Regions from separate parts of the Sus scrofa genome. Here region 2 is linked to region 1. A link is a contact called in public Hi-C data. All regions are on one chromosome and are shown on one strand. Each heading gives the region's core, a stretch centred on a gene start, on an enhancer-like site or on the middle of the called end of the contact. The rest is flanking DNA. Distances are from core to core; before and after follow the strand shown.

The links. A called contact is a pair of places that touch in the nucleus more often than the background predicts.
Region 2: a contact with region 1 is called in a Hi-C map of embryonic fibroblasts, with 1.9 times the contacts expected there. The contact joins the promoter of LPAR6 here to the promoter of ITM2B in region 1. A contact is called at or near these places in 1 of 5 promoter capture datasets (liver), 4 of 47 Hi-C or Micro-C datasets (embryonic fibroblasts, fetal skeletal muscle and skeletal muscle) and 2 of 2 datasets of contacts at active chromatin or transcription factors (alveolar macrophages and skeletal muscle).

What each region holds. Positions count from the first base shown.
Region 1 is chr11:19,376,220-19,381,008 of Sscrofa11.1, forward strand. It overlaps ITM2B (integral membrane protein 2B), which reads right to left and starts at 1,480. Exons shown (of 6, transcript NM_001042375.1): 1 at 1,364-1,480. The coding sequence starts at 1,480.
Region 2 is chr11:19,213,689-19,218,315 of Sscrofa11.1, forward strand. LPAR6 (lysophosphatidic acid receptor 6) reads left to right here and starts at 2,617. Exons shown (of 1, transcript XM_003482887.4): 1 at 2,617-4,627. The region is part of intron 17 of RB1 (RB transcriptional corepressor 1); the gene reads right to left.

The DNA.
Region 1 (4,789 bases), core at 230-2,729:
AAACTCTTAATCCTTTTAGGGAATCAGTCCACTTCCTATTTCAGGGCAAGGCAGTCATTTAAAACTCAACTCCTCGTGTTTGTGTTTTTAACTAGAATATTTCCAAAAAATGAGTACAGGCACGTCCAAACCAACATGTTATTTTTCACACACTTTCTTACAGTGTGTTTTCCTTTGAATAGCAGTAATTTTCATCAGACCATATAAAAAATGCTTATTACTCATACCTGCACAAACTATTTTTTTAAAGGTAAAACTCAGTTTTAACTTAGTTAAAACACCCTACTTATAACAGGTCTGGAAAAATGCTAACGAAAAATTCAGAAATAAACGATGCAACCTAAATAACTTCTACAATTAATTTCTCTAGGATTAAATTTTAGCAGCCTAAAAGATCTGGTAGAAAGAGGCTGTGAGGCTTTCCTATTTAACTTCTGCGACAATTACCATCATGTCTCAAATGATATTGTAAGCACTAAAACTTAGCACAATTACGGTTCCTTTCGTCATTTTTGCTTAGGGCTAAAAGAGAGATTTTTCTAAAATTAAGGACCATTTAAAAAGGGACATAGGACAAGTTTCTTAACGTTTAGTTTCACTTAGCGTAAGGGGTTCTCGTAAAGATACTGATATAATTTAAAATTAATTGTCGGTTTTGCACTAACATCCACATGGTAATTACTGATCTTCACCGGGCATATGTGCTTTAATTATAAATTAACAGCCAGAACCAACTGAGCAGACCGTCACCTTGCTTTCTCCCCTCACCCGCTCCCTTGCCCCGTCTCCGGACCCCACCGTGAACTTCGTCTGCCAGTACCGAAAGGCCGTGGGAAATGAGAAGGTGAAGAAGAAAAGGCTTTTAAAATTAAGAGGCTTACAGGAGCCAGACTTAGTCCAAGGGCTGTTTAGCCTGGAAACGAAAGTAAGAAGCAAGAGAGGTTTAGGCTTGTTATGATGTCAGCCATTTTAGACACATTATTTATACTGGGAGGAAGTGCCAAACTCTGTTGTTGTTTTTGTTGTTTTGCATGTCGTCGCTGGGCTCCAGGTCCACCGAACCCAGTCCCGGCCCCACGCACATTCCCCGACTGCACCAACGACCGTGCACTCGGCACAGTTCTCCAACGGGCCTCCTCGCTCCAGGCCTCCCCCAAGCCCCCGCTCCCGGCTCCGCTTTCTGCACACGCACTTTCTCACAAAGAAGCTGCGCCGGACAAGAAAGGGGAGCAGCCTGCGAAAAAGGAGAGGTCGGCCCTCTCGGGGAGCCTGTCCCGCGCCTCCTCGGGCGCAGAGCCGCCCCGGCCCCACCAGCTCTCCCCGCGGGCCCAGCGCCCTCTCCCCCGAGCCCTGGCCCTCGGACCTTGCAGTCCACCGCGACGGTGTCGGGGGGGATGATGAGCGCCTCCTCTCCGCTCTTGGGCTCGTCCTTCTTGGCCTCCTTCTGGGCCAGAGCCGAGTTGAACGTCACCTTCACCATGGCGCGGCCTGGGGCGCCCTCGGCGGCGGCTGCGGGCTCGGGCGCGGGCTGCGGGCTCCTGCTACGGCTGCAGCCTCCTCGGCAGGGCTCCGAACGCGGCTCAGCAGCAACCGGAGACAAGCAGCTCCGCAGCGACAGAGGTGGCTACTGCTGCAGGGTTACTGAAGCCTCGCAGCTCCCAGGCGAGGGCGGCGACGGCTCGCTCGGCCCCCCTCCCCCGAAGGCGGGGCCAGAGGCGGGCAAACCGGGAGGGGGGCACAGGGGGCGGGGTCGGAGGCGGGCCGGGCGGGGTCGAGCAGGCCGACCCGACGTGCAGATGTGTTGGGGAGTCTGACCCTGGGTGGAAGGAGGGATCCGGCTGGGAAGGAAGGGGTCCTTCTGCGTGCGGGCGTGAGTTTTGCAGTTCTGAATTCGTTTCCAATCAGTTTGCCACTGAGCACAAGGTTGCAGCTTTGGAGCAAAAGCAGGTGAACTTTCCTGGGTGCGCCGCGGACAATGGATTAACCTCTGGCAGCAGCAGCCCACCATTCCCTGCCTGGTGTCAACCAGGAATCGAAAGGCCGTGGAATTTGGGGGCGTTTACACCTCCATTTTCTCACTTTATTATGGAACCGGCTCAGTGGAGCAAAGAAATGTTGAATTCGCTCTATCCAAGTGATCTGACTACTTTATCTTCCCGGACCTCACCCAAGGGCGTTACTCTACTCAGACTTGCCTTTTCTTCTCCACCCTCCACCCCACCTCACCCCCGCCCCTCACCCCTCGCCCCCCGCCCTCGCAAGGTCAGTGGCTGCCCTGCCTAGTCCCAGAGCAGTTCGGAGGAAGACTCTTGGCAGATTTGTGTTTCATACATCTCAGATTTCGGAAACAAAATGTTCCCTACTTGTGTCGACTTGGACAAAACCCACATGCACACAAGGCTGATTTGTGATTCATATTTGATGATGAGTCTTTTGTAGCTTTCTGCAAAATTTAAAAAATCTTATGGATAATGCAGAGTTATGTTTGGAAGAGATTTCGTTTGCAACTAATTGGAGAGAGGATTCTGGCTCGCACTGTTACTGGGTTAATGACTGTGTCAACAGATGGCTCTTTGGATAAATGGTTGATCTTGTACCCTTTTTCCACCCGCCTCTGTCCTGGTTCAACCCTGGATGTGGGTGTACCCTAGAATGTTTCAGCTGCGTCAGCTCTTCCCTGAGTCAACCATGAAAAAAGTAGACTGAGTCTGAGGTTCTGGGGGATTTGGCTCTGCTCAAGGAGGGGGTTAGGTCTCTTAGTCTCTGCATAGAATCAGATCACCATTCCCTGCAAAACATTCCAAGTTCCCAGAATCTCAGATCATAGTAACCCAGCCCAAACCTTGAGTCTGCGGTAGGCATTCCAAAATTTGAGTGAAAATGAATTAAATGTTCAATTGCAAATAGTAAGATTTAGGTTCCAGTCCTGCTGAGTTCTGACCCTAAAGAGCCGTATGACTTGCAGCCACTTATTTAGACGCTCTGGGCCTCCCTTATCCAGAGATCAACTCTGTGGGGTTGATTCTGTGAACTGGCATAGTCTCATAGATTTCCTGAGACATTCCAGTTGAAGACCAAGAAATTCTTGAAGCAAGATCTGGAGGGGAGTTCCCGTTGTGGCTCAGTGGTTAACGAATCCGACTAGGAACCATGACGTTTAGGGTTTGATCCCTGGCCTTGCTCAGTGGGTTAAGGATCCGGCATTGCTGTGAGCTGTGCTGTAGGTTGCAGAGTCGGCTTGGATCCCAAGTTGCTGTGGCTCTGGTGTAGGCCAGCAGCTACAGCTCTGATTCAACCCCCAGCCTGGGAACCTCCATGTGCCGCGGGAGCAGCCCAAGAAATGGCAAAAAGACAAAAAAAATAAAAAGATCTGGAGGATTATACATGACTATACATATATCCTTCCTGCTCCTCTTTTTGTTAGGATGGAATGGTGGGAAAATACTCAAGGTTTTGTCTTTTGCATTAGAATCAGGGAAGAGAACTAAATTATGAACACTATTAAACAAATTAGGAAACTGAGGCAAAGAACAAAGGAGTGTGACAGAACCAGAGATTAACCACCACGTCTAGTCTAAAAGATTCAGGAATAAAAGACGACTCTTTGTTTCGTGTACCAGCAGCAAGCAACAGTTTAAAATCAGTTGGCAAACAGTCTGGGAATAATCTCCTTGTTTTGTTTCTCCATTTTATCTGGTGCGTCTCCAAAACTGTGTAGTACACAACAGTAGAGATAATAAAGAAGCTGGATCCAGACCAAACAAAACAAATCCAGTCCCGTGACTTATAAAAGTTTGCCCAATGACCCTGGAAACTGAGTGGGGCAGGATGAAAGTCAATGACTCAACAAAAGAAAGTTAAAAACAGAGTCATAAGTTACCACTAACTAGCAAATGTTAAGGGAGTCGTAGAAGACCTCTGTTTTCTTTTCCACATTGATGTTGAGGGAATAAGAAAACAGGAAGACAAACTAGGGTCCGTGAAATAAATTCAGGAATCGTAGATCATTTAGGTTTGTGTAACGTGCTTGGAAAAGGATCCCCGCTCAGGGTCTTTACTTCTCCATACCTTCTGAGCATTCGCCTCCAAATTTAGCAGGTTGATTGGGAGAACATTTTTGCAAACATGGGACCCTTAGTGAAAGGACAGCTCTGAATAAGCCATTTAACACCTTCCCCCCTAACAATGTGTGGCTGTAGCTGGACACCTTGTGGCTTTGTCTCAGCGTTTATCAAAAACAGTGTTTCTGGGCAAAAAGTGAAGGTTTCTTCTACTTGCTTCTCTTCAGGCTTAATTAAGCAAACACTGTTTTTCTCTCTCCTTCCTTTTTTTTTTTTTTTTTTTTTTAGGGCCTCGCCCGAACCATATGAAGTTCCTAGGCTAGGGGTCTAAACAGAGCTACAGCTGCCGGGCTGGCCTATACCACAGCCACATCAACGCCAGATTCAAGCTGCGTCTGTGACCTACACCACAGCTCACGGCAACGCTGGTTCCTTAACCCACTGAGTGAGGCCAGGGATCGAACCTATGTCCTCATGGATACTGGTCAGATTCGTTTCTACTGAGCCACAACAGGAATTCCCTCTGCTTCCTAACTTCCGATATCCTTATATTTTTCTGAATTTCTTACCTTCGAGTTTCTATTTCTTATCACCTCCCTTCTTCCATACTATATATGTTTTCCAATTATTTTATTTTATTTTATACCATCTCATTGTTTTCCTTGATGAATTGAATTAATTAGTTTGGAGAAGATTTCTTTTTTTTTTCTTCTCAGAATCTTGGGGTG
Region 2 (4,627 bases), core at 1,367-3,866, 160 kb before region 1:
GAGATATCTACATGATTTATTCCTTTTACTTCTTCCCAGTCTCTCTTCAAATGTCCCCTTGTCAACAAGCCCTTCCTAGAACTCTATATAGAACATGTCCCTTTTTCTCCTAAACGTACTTTTTCATAGAGAACTTATCGCCACATGACCAACTATATAACTGTTTATTTACTGACTGCCTGGCTCCTTCTAAATAAAAGTTAAGGCTCAGGAATTGTTTCATTCGCTGCTATATTCCCATCACCTAGAAGAGCACTTGGCACACATTTGGCACTCAGTAAGTATCTGCTATTGAATAAAAAAATATCAGCACACCAGTAATTAACATAAGAAAAATAATTTAAATGTGCCTATCCTATTTCCCTATAGAACCAGGACAACAATCCAGCAATCTTTTTTTCCTTTCTTTCCCTTTTTTTTTTTTTTTTTTTTTTTTTTGCCAGTCTGAAACAGTCCACTTGCTTTAACTAAAAAAATCAACAACAAAAGGCTGGGCTTTAAAGGGGGCCCCTTTGTAGAGTCAGTCCCTCCCCTCTTTTGTCTGTAACCTTTCTGAGGCAGCACTGGTAACTTGTGATATTGATAGGAAATCCTCCAATTTTCCAAGAATGTGAAATAAGATGACTGAAATGATCACACTGGCAAACCAATAAAAGAAGTGATCATGGAAATTTTGTTCTGGGAATGGATTGCTAGTGGCTTAGAATCTTACTGATTAAAGCTTCCATATGCTTTTAGGCATTAATAGCTATTTAAAGAGGCCATCTTTGGGTTAAAAGAAAAACATGTACATAAATGCTCAAAGTGAAATGAGTTTATGCTTTTAGGTGTACTTGCAATATATTCATAGAGCTAGATCTTAAAAATCTGTCATTTGTAAAAAAAAAAAAAAAAAAAAAAAAAAGGAAAAAAAGAAATTTAGTCAAGCGTATATACTCATTCCTCTTCTAGGAATTTAGAGTGAAACTAGTTATGCAGCATCCTTCTGAGAACTGAGAAAACAGTCACTCAAGTCATTTTCTGTGTTTCTGGTAAAGGCCTGACTGACTATATTAATGGGACTATACTAAGACATTATTACCAGGCATGGCTTTCGCCCTCAAGATTAGAAATTCCAAACTTTGATCCAGCTTTAAAGGCTAGCTTTCTCTAGACATTATCTCCTCTGGAGGCCCTTATCTCCATGTTGTACAAACATCTACTGTTACACTCTACACTGCAATTATTTCTTTGTTTTCTACTCCTAACCGGATTGTATGTCCTAAAAGCCAGACATTTTAACAAGGTCTGAAGAAGTACAAAAAAGGAACTGATGAGATTGGGAGGTCTCCTCCACACAAAAATGAAGTAAGATTTTAAGAGGGGCAGATGAAGGAGCAGGAAGCAGGCAGAGACAGGAAAAAAGGAGGAAGGGACAAGGGAAGTGCTGGAAGTGATGAATACCCTCCCTCAAGTTCTAGGTCTTACACCACCACAGCCTTCCTGCTCCTCTGCACTTCCTTTACCTCTTTGCTTGAAGCTGCTTCAATCACCATTCTTGTCTGCTTTTACTTTGCTATAAATCATCATACATTACCTTTGAAATCTTTCTTCTTCTACTCCCACCCAACCCCACCAGCTGGTTCAACCCCCCGAACTCAGGCTCTAGTAAAGAGTTGCATTTGCAGTAATGACAAAAAGGTAAATCACTTTTAGGTAATGACAGAACGGTAATGATCCCCATTTAGTAATACTAAATTTGTCTACAATTTAATAAATTTTCCTATTAGGTTAAAAGATATTTGGACATAAAATAAATATATTCTATCAATATAAATTATACATGTTCTATTCTCAAACTGAGAAAGTTTTGTTTCTAAACTTAAATAGAAAATTTATCATACAGCACTGTAAATCAACTATACATAAATAAAAAAATAATTTTTTAAAAGAAAAAAATTACTGTAACAGGCTTCAGAAGAATCTAAAACGAGAAGATTTTGGCTTTTTTTTTTTTTGCCACATCCATGATGTGTGGAAGTTCCCAGGGGCAGGGATCAAAGCCACACCCAAGCAGTGACCCAAGCTGCTGCAGTGACAATGCTACATCCTTAATCCACTGCACCACAAGAGAACTCCAACTCCGGCTTTTTTCATAGCTGTAATTTTTTTTTTTTTTTTTTTTTTTGGTCTTTTGTCTTTATAGGGCTGCACCCATGGCATATGGAGGTTCCCAGGCTAGGGGTCTAATTAGAGCTATTGCTGCCAGCCTACACCAGAGCCACAGCAATGTCAGATCCCAACCGTGTCTGCGACCTACACACAGCTCACAGCAACGCCGGATCCTTAACCCACTGAGCGAGGCCAGGGATCGAACCCACAACCTCATGGTTCCTAGTCAGATTTGTTCCCACTGCGCCACGATGGGAACGTCCATAGCTATAAATTTGAGATGGAAAAAGACCCTGAAGAATCACTTCTCATCAGGGCAAACGTGTGCTGCTTTCAAAATGAATAAAATAAATTCAGAACACTGTTCTTCTATTTTAAAATTTCACTGTTCCACACTTTGTTTTAAATGTGAACATAGTTATTTCACTACACTCTCATTCAAATTTTTTTTTTTTTTACATTATCTCATATTCTCAATGTTAAGTACAACTCCAATTATGGCCATCAAAACCTTTAATGAGAGAATACTTTACAGTTGTGAAAATTCCTCCTTGATTAATTTTATAATAAAAAGACATGGTATCTTACTTGTGTTTTGGAAAGGAAAGGTCTTTTGTAGAGGAAAAGCTTTTTTAATGTGTAATCGTCACAGGTTTTTATTTTTTGCTTTTTGCAAACATGTATTACATTAAAAATGCGTGATTTTTAGAATGGATATGAGTAATGTTTAGAATAATATCTCGCACATTTCTCACATCTAAAAATATTAACTGTTCCACACTTTCTTTTTAACTTTTAAAATGTAGGTATAATTTCATATAATAAAATTCTAAAATCTTAAATATTTAGTTTCATCAGTTTGACAGTTTTAAAAGTATAATCTGCTTTAAATTCTTTTTGGAAGCAAGAGCGTATAAATAAATACTTAGTTGATCATTTGTGACTTGATTTGTGACTGTCTGGCAGGGGAAATTGAAAGAGGGTAGGACCAGAAATAAGACAAGATACTATAACCACCACATAGATAAAAGTGACAGGGTTAGTAAAAAGACAGCAGAGAGAATAAAGAAGGGACAAAATAAAACTGATACTATCATCAAGGCTAGAAATAACCAATTCGAAAAAAAAAAACAGAGGAGTTCCTGTCATGGCTTAGCAGAAAACAATCTGACTAGTATCCATGAGGATGCAGTTGGATCTCTGGCCTTGCTCAGTAGGTTAAGGATCTGGCATTGCCATGAGCTGTGGTATAGGTCACAGATGAGGCCAGGGACCAAACTTGCAACCTCATGGTTCCTAGTCAGATTCGTTTCCACTGCACCATGATGGGAACTCCTAAAATATCAGTTTTAAATTAGTTAAGTAACTGAGAAAGAAAAATAAAGTGCTCTTAAATTCACCAAATTTCCTTAATTGATACCTGCAAGGAATAGTTTCAGCTCAAATGGAACCAAGCTAGAAAATAGTAACATTAAACCAAACTATAGTCTTTTCTGAAAAAAATGGTAATTTAGAATAAGAAAAAACATAATCCTTGAGGAAATACTATCTACATTCAACTACCCCTTTCTCACACATACTTCCTTCTAATTTCTTTGGGCTTTAAAAAATGAGTCTACTTTAAACACAGAGAAACCACTCACATGAGCTTTTAAATGAAAACAAAATCTGACCTACATTCCAATATATAATTAATGTCAAATTATTAGGAGGAGTAGGTGAGGGCGGGGGGAATTAAAATCAGGAACCTAAAATTTAGCCAAGTAGTGTAACTTTTATTTTACAAAATTTATTTCAATCAATTTAGGGGAAAATATTTTGTTTAAAAAGATACAATTTCATTCTGTAAAATTAAAACTATGCCAAACATAAACATTTTCAAATTTATTCTTTGGTAAAAGTGGTAATTAAAAAATTAAAAGTGCTATAAAATTTTAATTTAATTTTATGAGAACGAGGAAAGGATGTTAGAAAATTGTTAATCGAAAAGTGAAGAGATCCAGGATTGGAGCCACACACAATCATGGCAATTAAAACAAATTAAATCTTGAGGAGCAACTGTGGAAAACAGAAGCCAAGAGTGCAAAATTTGGTCTCTCAACTCAAATCCTTTTTATAACTAAATTTCTCTCTTTTACAGTCATTAAACAGTTTCTTTTTAATGCTATATTAAGATATCACCAACAATTTCAATTTAGAAGTACACCTACAAATTTCAGTTTTAAAAAAGTCCTATCCTAAACACATACTGATTTTTTTCCTCTCTCAACTACTACCAAAAAGAGAGAAAGAATAAAAAAGAAAGGAAAGAAAAGCAAACTCCCTGAGAAATGGTCAACATTCCAGAATGCGTTTCTGCAAAAAAAGAGTTAATGGGCAGACGGCTCAGCTAAACAGTCAGTGGCCTTTGCAAGCCTCCTAGGTATATTCCCAGCAGACACATTATCAGATTAAAGGAACTGCAAACAAACTGGGC